Regions from separate parts of the Danio rerio genome. Here region 2 is linked to region 1. A link is a contact called in public HiCAR-type data. All regions are on one chromosome and are shown on one strand. Each heading gives the region's core, a stretch centred on a gene start, on an enhancer-like site or on the middle of the called end of the contact. The rest is flanking DNA. Distances are from core to core; before and after follow the strand shown. Region 1 has its middle 22 kb from the start of lacc1. Region 2 overlaps tsc22d1 (TSC22 domain family, member 1).

Region 1 (5,319 bases), core at 2,194-4,693:
CGAGTGCATCGGTTGAGCAGCAGAGGATGAATGAAATTTTGGAAGCAAATCGAGATGCATCGGTTTTTGCGAGATGCATTGGTTTTTCCAAGATACAGCTTATATTTTTAATATAGAATGTATTTTTTATTTATTAACATCAACCTGTTTTTGGCACATAATTTAATCGACCTACATAAAGTAAGCCTTAGCAACGGATTTGCGGATGTGTACACTTACACTACAACTCAGTGTATCAGGTGTGCAGATGAAGCTAGTGGTGCGCCCTCAGAAAGCGCGAGAAGCAAAACAAACATTTTATTCCCCACTGAGTTTTAAATCTAAAGTATGGCAACATTATGGATTTAAGGATGGACGACATGACAGGACAGATGCAATTTGCAAAATGTGCCGCGCATCTGTAAAATACGCGGGCAGTATGACTAATCTGAAATCTCACTTGAAGCGGCGCCACGGTGTTGTTGTGGAAGCATCTTCCAGTGTTCCTGCATCCCCGGCTTTCGCACTGCTTCAACTGTAGCTACCAGCTCCAAAAGTGGTGAGAAAAACATTGCAAGTTTTTTTTTTCCATGCGCAAAAGTTTTGTGCGCTCTATGCCAATAACGGATGTTACTGCATTGTTCATCTGCAAAGATATTCAGCCTAGTGTCACGGAGAACGAAGGTTTTAAACACCTCCTCCTGTTAATTTTTATTTAATTATAATAATAATATTAATAATAATAATGATAAAAATAATGGGTGTCACGGTGGCACAGTGGGTAGTTTGACCACCTCACAGCAAGAAGATTGCTGGTTTGTTATATTTTTATTAGCCTGTTGTTTACAGTGACAGTGATGTTTCAAAGCAGCATAACACTGCTAGTTCACGATCTTAAGTTTTGAATATTCAGTGGCACAATATATCTTTGTAAAACTTGTTTTAATAGTTGAAAGGTTAAATCACAATTCTTGTTGTGCAATGATAAACCTTTATGTTGAAAGAGTGCAAATATATATATTTTAATATATATTGCACTTATACATTCTGTTTATCTTGAAAATCCTTAAATAATATGTGCTATATGTTCTAAAATGGCCCTCTACCGAAACTAACACTCTGGCTCTGAGAGAAAAGCCAGTTTGTAAAAAAAGTCTTGGTTTTGCTTGGTTAATAAATAATCAAACTCATTTAATGGCACAGCATCCTCTTTCACATAATCTCATAAACTTGATCTAATTAGTTCGTGCTGAATTATTGCATTGTATCGTGATATGGGTGTGAATCGTATCGTGTTGCATCGCAATATGTCACAAATGTATCTCTAATATATCGGATCGTATTCTTTGTATCGAGATGCGTATCGGATCGGCATTATAGCTTAGATGCCCAACCCTACTATATACATTTCTGGAGATGGAGCATTATGTAGCCTGAAGTACGTATGGCATACCTGTCAACCCTCTTGTTTTTCCCGGGATTCTCCTGTATTTTACAGTTCTATCTCGCTATCATCCTGTAATAGTACTTTCCCTTATTTCTCACAAATTTTCTTCTGTCTTTTCAGTTTTCTCTGAAGGGTGGCAATGAACATTAAAGAGCCGAGCTTCCCTATATGTGACCAATACTGCTGAACCACCAGGGGTCATCCCCTACTCTTTAATGTGAGTCTGTACTGCGCTTTCATTTTATTTAGGCAAGAAAACACTTTGAAATAAATTTAAAAACGGTGGGATGCCCTTTTCTTTTCATTACAGGTGACCTCGCCCCTTCTATGCAATCCTCAAAACAGTCATATACATAGCAGTGTGTGACTGTCAGCTGACACGCTCCATAGTGATAAATAGATGCTATAAATAGATTTATAGTGATAAATAGATTTTGCAAACTAATTCTGTACATGTGATTTAAAGCGGAGCGAATGTCTGGGTTTTGGGTGTGTGTTTGAGCAGACATAAACACATAATTAATAATAATAACATCAAAAGATGTCGATCTTGTTTTTTTTTTTTTCAAAAACAACAAATTTTGTCCTAAATGAGCATAATAAGTTAGGAAAGCAATCGAATGCTTTCATTATAATGTTAGATGTGTGCATTTTTAAAGTGACACCTGTTATTTAATGTTATCAAACCATTTAACTCTTTATTTACAATAAAACAGCTTCAGATGAACATATTTAGTAATTTGGGGATTTTTTATCCCTTATTATGGTGGGCATATCTTTTATTTTCACATCCCAGTGTTGACAGGTATGACATATGGCTGCATTTCATCTTTAAAATGAACACTACGGAGCTGTTTAATGTTGTTCCTTTTTGCGTTTACCAGCTGACTGCTAACCTCCGTATGGACGGCTTTCCCATTGTTACTAGTTTGTCCAGTTAGCTCGCCATGTACTTCAATGTAGTACATGGAGTACCAAAAAGCAGGTAAAACAAAAACAGAAGCCAAAAAATAAAATTAAACAAGTAAATAATAGGGTAAGGATGTGTTAAAATCTGAAAATGTGGTAAAAATCAGACATGGGCTTTTCTTTTTCTGGATTGCTTTTGAAAACACTATTGGTTGGGTTTGGGGAAGGAGAAGAGTGGGTCAGTTGACGGGTCAGTCAGTCAGTCGACTGTAAATCCAGTAGTAGATTTATGCGAGAGCAGAAAGCGCGAATGGGAACGCGAGAGAAATTTGAGATCTGAAAAGCATACACAGTGGCCTCTGGTGGATTCGCGAATACAAAAACTGTGTTTTTGGAATGTGTTTGGCGCTCTCCAGAAATGTATATAGAGGTACATTTTTAGACTGAGCCTGGGTTGAATTAATATTAGAAGTCCACATAAACAGACGTTTAATAAAAAGTGTAGTCGCTGTTCTTTCGCTTCCGAAAAAAAATGACAGTAACAGCTGAGTGACCAGACATGTTTACATGAGTTAGTTGAAATGTGCATCAAATTTCACAACCTTTAAAACAATTGTGCTCTAAGTATATAGAAACAAATGGCTTTCTCTAAGAAAACTGATTGGCTTTCTTTAGAAGAAGGGTGATCTTAGTCACACACTCACTCACTACCTCCCTTGTACCTTCAGCTGGGATTAGAGATTAACAGAGAAGGTCAAGCTTTTTTTGTGAACCATAAATTTGCAGCATCGTATAATAACTAGGTCCTGCATTTAAAAATAGATTTAAATGCCTTACAAAGCCTTGCCTGTGAGGTCAAACACCAGATTAATAAAGTGCCTTTATGTGGGTCATGCGAAAAAAAGAGAAAGAAACTAAGACCACAGAATTTCAAAGAATATCTGTTTGGGGTTTTGACTTGAAATATAATTTTTTTCATTGCACTTAATAGGCAAACACAGGTTATTTTATGACGTTTTAGAGTACATATTGTCTACAGCTTAATTCTAGTTTCATCATCATATTGTGGTTCCACAGAACCATCGACTTACTGTAGTTTTTGTGATTTATGACTTCCGTTCACGCCTCTGCTTTCTCGTAACCTATTAAAGCAATCAACACACATTTCCTTTGTGCTAGAGGGAACCTTTTCAAAGAAAACCAAGTGACCTGACTTGCAAAAAAAAAAAAAGTTAAGTTGTATTTATGAAAAGGGATATAGATGTGGTTGATGTTTGCAAAGCCCAGTGGCATAGCAGAACTCGTATGGGAACCAGGTGCACATGTTTTGGCTGAAGTTTTTGAAAGCATTTACTCCTGAGCCGTAGTTTGTTTTATTAACCTGCATTCCGGGTTAATCTACATTTACTATGAGCAAACACATAACACCGTCTACTGGAAGTCATGTGATCTGCCCATAAAAGTGTTTGCTCAGTAAATGGGTGTGCTTGTAGTAAATATGATCTCTATTATATTTAACTGTAACCATGAATTTGTAATAATCATTCTAATTTTATGAGAATATAAGGAAGAACTCCCTATAGCGATAAGCAAATCTATTTTTGCTGATGTTTTAATGCTATACTGTAGGTTTTAAATAATTATTTTTGTAAAAGCTGTCAGCCTGCATTATTTCTTTCACACACACATAGCTCTTTATTATGGTCTATGTATAGCTATTTTCTGCCTTCATTAATTCCTTAAACTTATATAGTGCTTTTCTGGACACTCAAAGCACTTTACACATTGGGGGAATCTCCTCATCCACCACCAGTGTTCGGCATCCTACTGGATGACTTGACCGCAGCCATATTCCACCACACACCAGCTGATAGGTGGAGAGAAGACAGAGTGATTAAGCAAATTATGATATAAGGATGGTTTGGAGGCCATAATGGACAGAAGCTAGTGGGCAAATTTGGCCAGGATGCCAGGGTTAAACCCCTACTCTTTTCGAAGGACATCCTGGAATTTTTAATGACCACAGAGAGTCAGGACCTTGGTTTAACTTCTCATCCGAAAGACGACGCTCAATGAGCAGTATAGAATCCCCTTCACTATAATGGGGCGTTAGGACTCACACAGACCATAGATTAAGCGTCCCCTGCTGGCCTCACTAACACCATTTCCTGCAGCAACCTAGCTATCCCATGTGGTCTCCCATCCAGGTACTGACCGGGCACAGCCCTGCTTAGCTTCCATGTGAGAGTTGCAGAGAGCTAGCTGCTGGCTAGATTAGTTGAACTTGACAAATGTTTCAAATGTTTTTTTTATCCTTCAATAGCCTTCTGGGTTTCCATCAATGAGTGGCAGAAACCCCAGATTTTAAATACATAATCCTTATTTCACAAAAATGTTTTTACACTCACTTGAGCTGGTTTTGGATAGAGCCCTGCTTGGGCCTTACATCCAAGTCCTAGCCCGCCCCTGGCCCGAGACGCACAGGCTGTAACCCTGCCATTGTCCAACAGCTCAACAAAATTTTTTGGCTCGATTCCGACCTAAAGTCTGTTTTTTCCCACCAAACTGATTATACTTTCACACCCATTTTTAAAAAATTGTATTTACTAGAAAGTTTTTTTTGTTTCCTTTTTTATCGGAATAATTAAGATAAATGTTTTCGAATTGTTTTGTTTGTTTAGTTTTTAAATGTAAGTTTTAGTTTTTTTAAGTGACATCGATATTCAAGCGGTATGTGGTCCACAGGAAATTTACTCAATTTAAGTTGTGCATTGTGCATGACCAGTTGGCTCATGATTTAAAGTTGTCACTATTTGAAAAGTTGACCAGAACTTTGCCTTTAGTTAATGAGTAAGTGGAGATAGTTAAGTGAGGCAAACATATCCGATTGTCATTCATAGACATCGTTACATTATTTTGTGGCGTTTATTATGTGTGGTTTAAAGAACTGCAGATATAAATCCTTTATTTATTTCTTGATATGT
Region 2 (5,409 bases), core at 2,532-5,031, 180 kb after region 1:
CAACAAACAAACAAACTTAATATAAATAGAGAGGGTTTTTAAAAAGTGAAGCAAAAGGCTTTGTGCTTTTCTCAGTCGGATTAAAAAGATTGGCCTCTAAACAAGCTGACCTAGAATACAAAGTAGACCAAGTACATTAAAAGTTTAGGATAAAAACTATTGTACTATGACTAATCTATAGCTGACATCTGGGTCATGTTGGATTTATATGTCTAGGTGTTATGTTAATATATTTTAAACTGTTAAAACATCCATTTTGATCATTTTTTTCTAAACTATTATATTTCGATTTGCTTTTGCCAAATTGCAACAACAATAAAATGTCTTGAAAGACATTTTATCAGCATTTATTTTTCTTTCTTATAGGTTGGCTTAACATTAGATTGTTATTTTAAAGTTAAACTGAAGTTATTGTTTTAAGTCATCACTAGATGGTGCCATAATACACAACATGCCTCGCTTGAGCCCTTTAAGGCTTCTCTGGCACAGCACTCTTCATCAGCATCAGCTGTTAAACATCAGTGACTAAAGCTTACAATATGCAGGGTGTTGTCCTGCTCCTTCAAATGCAGCTAGAACCGTATACACTGCAAAAGATGCAGGGTTTTATACAATTCATGTCAACACAAATCGGTTAACTGATTCGTTTTTTTTTTTTGTTTTACTAATTTAAGTGAATCAAACATAAAACAATTAAGTTGTTCCCACCAAAAATCTTAAGAATTGTGACGTTTCGGCACATTGTTTGAAAATGAACATTTTTTTTTTTTTTTTTGGTTTTATATACACAATTTGTACAAGCATGCAGCAAACATATTTATTTTAATTGCACATTTGACAAGAGCTGACAATTTAATCTGACAAGAGTTGGACTTATAGGCTAGTTTGTAGAATCCAGCCTAGCCTTTAGACATTAAGGTATACTTCAAACAAAGTATAGCCTATTTAGGACTTTATACACTGAAGAGACATAGTTAAAATTAGGTTTTCACAGTCAAGTTAATTATGAAAACCTATGATACACATTAAAAAAAGACAAGCAATACACTTGCTTTAATGTCTAATTTAACAATAATTAGCAATAAAATCAAACAATAAAATAAATCCAAGCGTAAATTATTTAAATACCATCACTAGAGGATGAGATGGATTGATTTTAGGCCTTCACATAATATTGTTTTATCATCAATATCCCAATGTGTGCATCAGCAATAGTCACATTGCAGGATTAAATTATTTGTTAATGATTAAAAAGATAAAGACATTAAATATCATTATTATTATTATTTTTAAATCAGTTATACAATGATGACCTTGTTATTTTATGCGTTTCATTTCCTCACCTGCACTGTTAGATTCTCCAGAATACCATAAAGCACAGTTTATTTAACTTTTATCTTTGCTCCTTTGCATTTAAATATGCTCGTAATTTATTATAATTTATGCAAACATACTGCATAGAATAAAATTTGATCATCCCAGTCGACCTAAACAAATGAATTCTTTCCAAAAAGAGCTATTGAATGTATATGGTGAAATTACATTCATAAATTGCGGAAAATAATATATATATATATATATATATATATATATATATATATATATATATAGCAGTGTCAGATTTTTCCAATACTGTACAGCCCGGGGGGCTAAAGCAGCAAGTAGGTGGGAGTAAGTCCATCTCGAGAGTATCAGCTTACTAAGAATTATATTTAAGACCTTTTTAGTACCAAAGAGAATGAAATTTAAGACCCATTGTATAGTTAATTTTATTTTAGCATATTTTTTATAGTACCAGATTTGCAAAAAAGCAAAATACCACTAATCAATTACTATTATTTATGGAGCTGACTAATAATAATTGGGATGCAAGAGAATCACCCGTCAGCCTGGTTATATGCAAAAAATCCTCCTGATTTCGGTCCCCGGTCAGTTAATTAATGCATAGTTCTTTTTTTGCTAATATACAGTTTATTAGAGTGAAATCTCCACAAAATTTGTTTGCGTAAGCGAAATCCCCACGAGCGTTTACTTTATTTGGTTCCGCCTCTTTTGTTCCAGGTACAAAATAGACAGAGAAAAAAAGAAACAAAATTCTTCATGGGGTCGGTTCAATAGCATTTTTAACACCTTTGAAATGCAGATGCAAGACATAAGACTAATCAAGGCTTTTAAGTTTTCATCAAGCAGGGAATGACTTCAAGGACTTTCAAGATGTGTTTGACATGTTTAACACAAAATGAGTGACATGCCTCCACAACAGTTATCATATCACAGTTGAGTATACAAATATTGTGTTATTGAGTTTATCATCATAATATACAGTGTTATGCATGTATTATACAACTTTTCTGTCATTAATTGAAACACTGAAGGTGCCGATTCTCATTTTGAAATCACAACTTGGAAATATTCCAGTAAACATTAAAAGTGTATTAATTAAAAGTGAAAAATAGGGCTGAAACAATCAGTTTGGCTTACAAAAAAAAATTCAATTAATTTTCTTGTTGAGTAGTTGTCGATCATGTTACCTAATGCAAGGGCTTGCAATGTCATGATTTGACCACTATGGTTAATTAAAAGATTGAGATAAGTGATTTGAAAAAGAAAACGGAAACCAGGGTACAACTGCATTGTGTGTTGTCGTTTTTATATAAATAGTGTAAAAACAAACAAACTAATAAAACATTTTGCCGTTGCAAAATTCTCACCAAAAAAAGAAACAAGAAAAAAGAAAAAAAGCAAGACAGAAAATATACAGCTGATCAAACCGGTAAAAACGGATCACTACAAGATACTTGAATCCTGATGGGATCTTTTATTGCACCACTGCTAAATAAACTAAAAGACAAATAAGAATTTCAATTAGAATTTAAATTAAAATTCAATCGATAACAAAAAACAGATAAAAAAAAGAATGAAGCATTTAATAAAGAATAAACTTTAATAAAAAAATATAATTAAATAAACACACTGAAAATTTTTTATAAGAATAACTTTAAACTTTTAAGGTAACTGGTCGCGAAGAATTTATATGGGTTGAATTTAAACAAATGAAATGTAGTATGTTCAACTTAATTTGTTTAAACAGGCCATATAAACCAGTTATCTTAAAAACATTAACGGAGTAAATCAATGAGTCATTTTATTTAGTGCAGTTGTACACTATAAAAAAAAAATGAGCTAGCTTGTTAGTTTTTACAAATTTAAGTGGATTGAACATAATTAAGTTACTCAAGAGTCGTGTTGTTCGAGTTCATATGAACAAACAGCAAACAGTTTGAGTATCCCCAAACCATCTTTTTTTGCTTCTCTGTTTCCTCTATGTAATCTAAACCTGCTTAGCTTTGACATTGTGCAAAATGGCCATCAGAGGGCAATATAATCCACCATTGTAAAAGCAAACACTCGTTCATCTCAGTGTTGCCACATCCCCAAACTGAGACGCTGCTGACCTCTCCTGCCAAAACTCTCATCCATCAAAAGCCAAAATCATTGTGTCCAGCATTTCCAATAAAGCCTCACTCTCCTCTATTACATAAACCGAGGGAGTGGCAGCTCTCAAAAGGGTTCATTCCAGGTAATGAGAAACAACCAACCTCAAAACAAACAAAGCTCCTACGTTTGGGTTCGGCTGCAAAACAAACCCCAAAAAAGCAGAAGAAACCCAGGAAGGCTTTTAATCAGAATGCTGCATTTTTTGATTAAGTTCATGTGACCTTGGTGTGATACAACGACGCTCTGATAAAACTTCTTTCATGACCTCAGCATTGAAAGATATGAGTCAGTCTCTGTCATACGAGAACTATGCGGTCTGCCAAGTGACTAGTGAGCACATTTAAAGGGATACAGCTCACTTAAATAAAAGTATAGCGTCATTTTTTCATCCTCATAAGTAACGCTTTTACAACATGAAACATCTGGACCTCATTGACTATTACTGTGTGGGACAAGACATGTCAAAATATATATTGTATTCATCTGATTCAAGACTTAAGGGGCCTATGTCCTATGACCTATTATGCAAAAATCAATTTTAGAAGTGGTTTTAAAAGCCCCTACTTCGCATTAAAAAGTGTTTGTTTTTATTTTGGGGGTTTTAAACAACAGGCTGATATGCATGCAAGGTCAAAAACCCTTTCATTGTCTTATAATATGCATTTATTTTGACCTAATTATACCAATGACTTGACATGATTTGATCAGCAATTCATTTTTTTCCAAACCCCTCCTTAGCGCGATGCTAATCTGTGCTGATTGGTGCGATTACCTAGTCAGAGGTGATTGGTTGACTGCATTCAGCGTAAGACAGAGAGAAAAGGCCACCATGGATTATCAGTAGGGCCAGACGGAATCTGCAGACGTTTTTTGCTATTTCTGCGGAGTGATTTAGGTAAAAATCTGCGAATTTCTGCGGAATTATTTTGGGAGTATCCAGCGGAGTATCATAACTAAAACCTTAATATATTAAATAAAAAGTAATAAATTACTGAATAAAAACTGAATGAAATCAGATTTACACATTTGCTCAAGTAAATAAACAGAATTAATGATGGGCTAAAAATCTGCAGAAATCTGCGGAATTCTGCGGAAAATCTGTGGAAAATCTGCGGAATTCTGCACGCGCAGATTCCGTGTGGGCCTACTTATCAGCATTGTTGAAGTAGTCAGAGTGCAGAGTGTATGTGTGAGCCCAAGCAGGAGTGCAATGCAGTTAAACAGCAGCATATTACTCTACTCTTAATCATAAGTAAAAACAATGACACACATTCAGTATTAATCCACACAGTGGCAAAAGCTAAACTATTTTGAAACTTGACCACCGCATGTGTGTAAAAACAGCTGATTGAGGCCAAAGCAACGACAAACGGCAAAGGACAGCGAGCTCACAAACGCATTTAAATCTGTAAAGAAAGCGATATACATCGCGTTTTTAACATGGTTTTCGATTGCGATATATAAATATAAAGAGTTAACCAGATACTGTTCAAGCCATGGGGAGTGATTACAAGTAACAAAAAACAATTAAATACATATTTTGCAAGTTAGAAAAAAAAAAACAAGGAGACAACCTTATTAATCAAGCTTGTGAAATGGAGGAAGATACTGGTCCATAAACTGTGTACTAATAGCGTTTCTGTCAAGCTTTGACGAAGTCCCATACATCAGGTCTTTTTTAATCCTTCTTTCAACAAACGACCAACAAATTCCCGAGTTACAGGGTAGATTATTGCATTAATCACCAGAACGTTCACTTATTAATGTTGAATCATCTTCAGTCATGATCAGTTTCCCACATGCTACTGTCTGAAGGGAAAGGCACGTTCACGTTTTACCGGATCTGGCACTTCATCTTTGGTACTGTTCCGTGTTGATGTCGATACATCAGACAAAGGATTCAGATGAACA

Evidence for each region. HiCAR-type assays count read pairs that join an accessible place to other places.
Region 2: a contact with region 1 is called in a HiCAR-type map of caudal fin, with 7 times the contacts expected there. The contact joins two enhancer-like sites. A contact is called at or near these places in 2 of 18 Hi-C or Micro-C datasets (caudal fin and an unstated tissue) and 1 of 4 datasets of contacts at active chromatin or transcription factors (caudal fin).

The regions. Positions count from the first base shown.
Region 1 is chr9:20,195,423-20,200,741 of GRCz12tu, forward strand. No RefSeq gene overlaps it. Among named protein-coding and RNA genes, the nearest start is that of lacc1, 22 kb to the left of the region's middle. Within about 2 kb of position 3,444, at least 1 of the 62 cell types and tissues checked has an H3K27ac peak or open chromatin away from gene starts, as enhancers often do. A contact at or near this core is called in caudal fin, where this site is marked.
Region 2 is chr9:20,375,195-20,380,603 of GRCz12tu, forward strand. All of the region lies in intron 1 of tsc22d1 (TSC22 domain family, member 1), which reads right to left. Among named protein-coding and RNA genes, the nearest start is that of tsc22d1, 41 kb to the right of the region's middle. Within about 2 kb of position 3,782, at least 9 of the 62 cell types and tissues checked have an H3K27ac peak or open chromatin away from gene starts, as enhancers often do. A contact at or near this core is called in caudal fin, where this site is marked.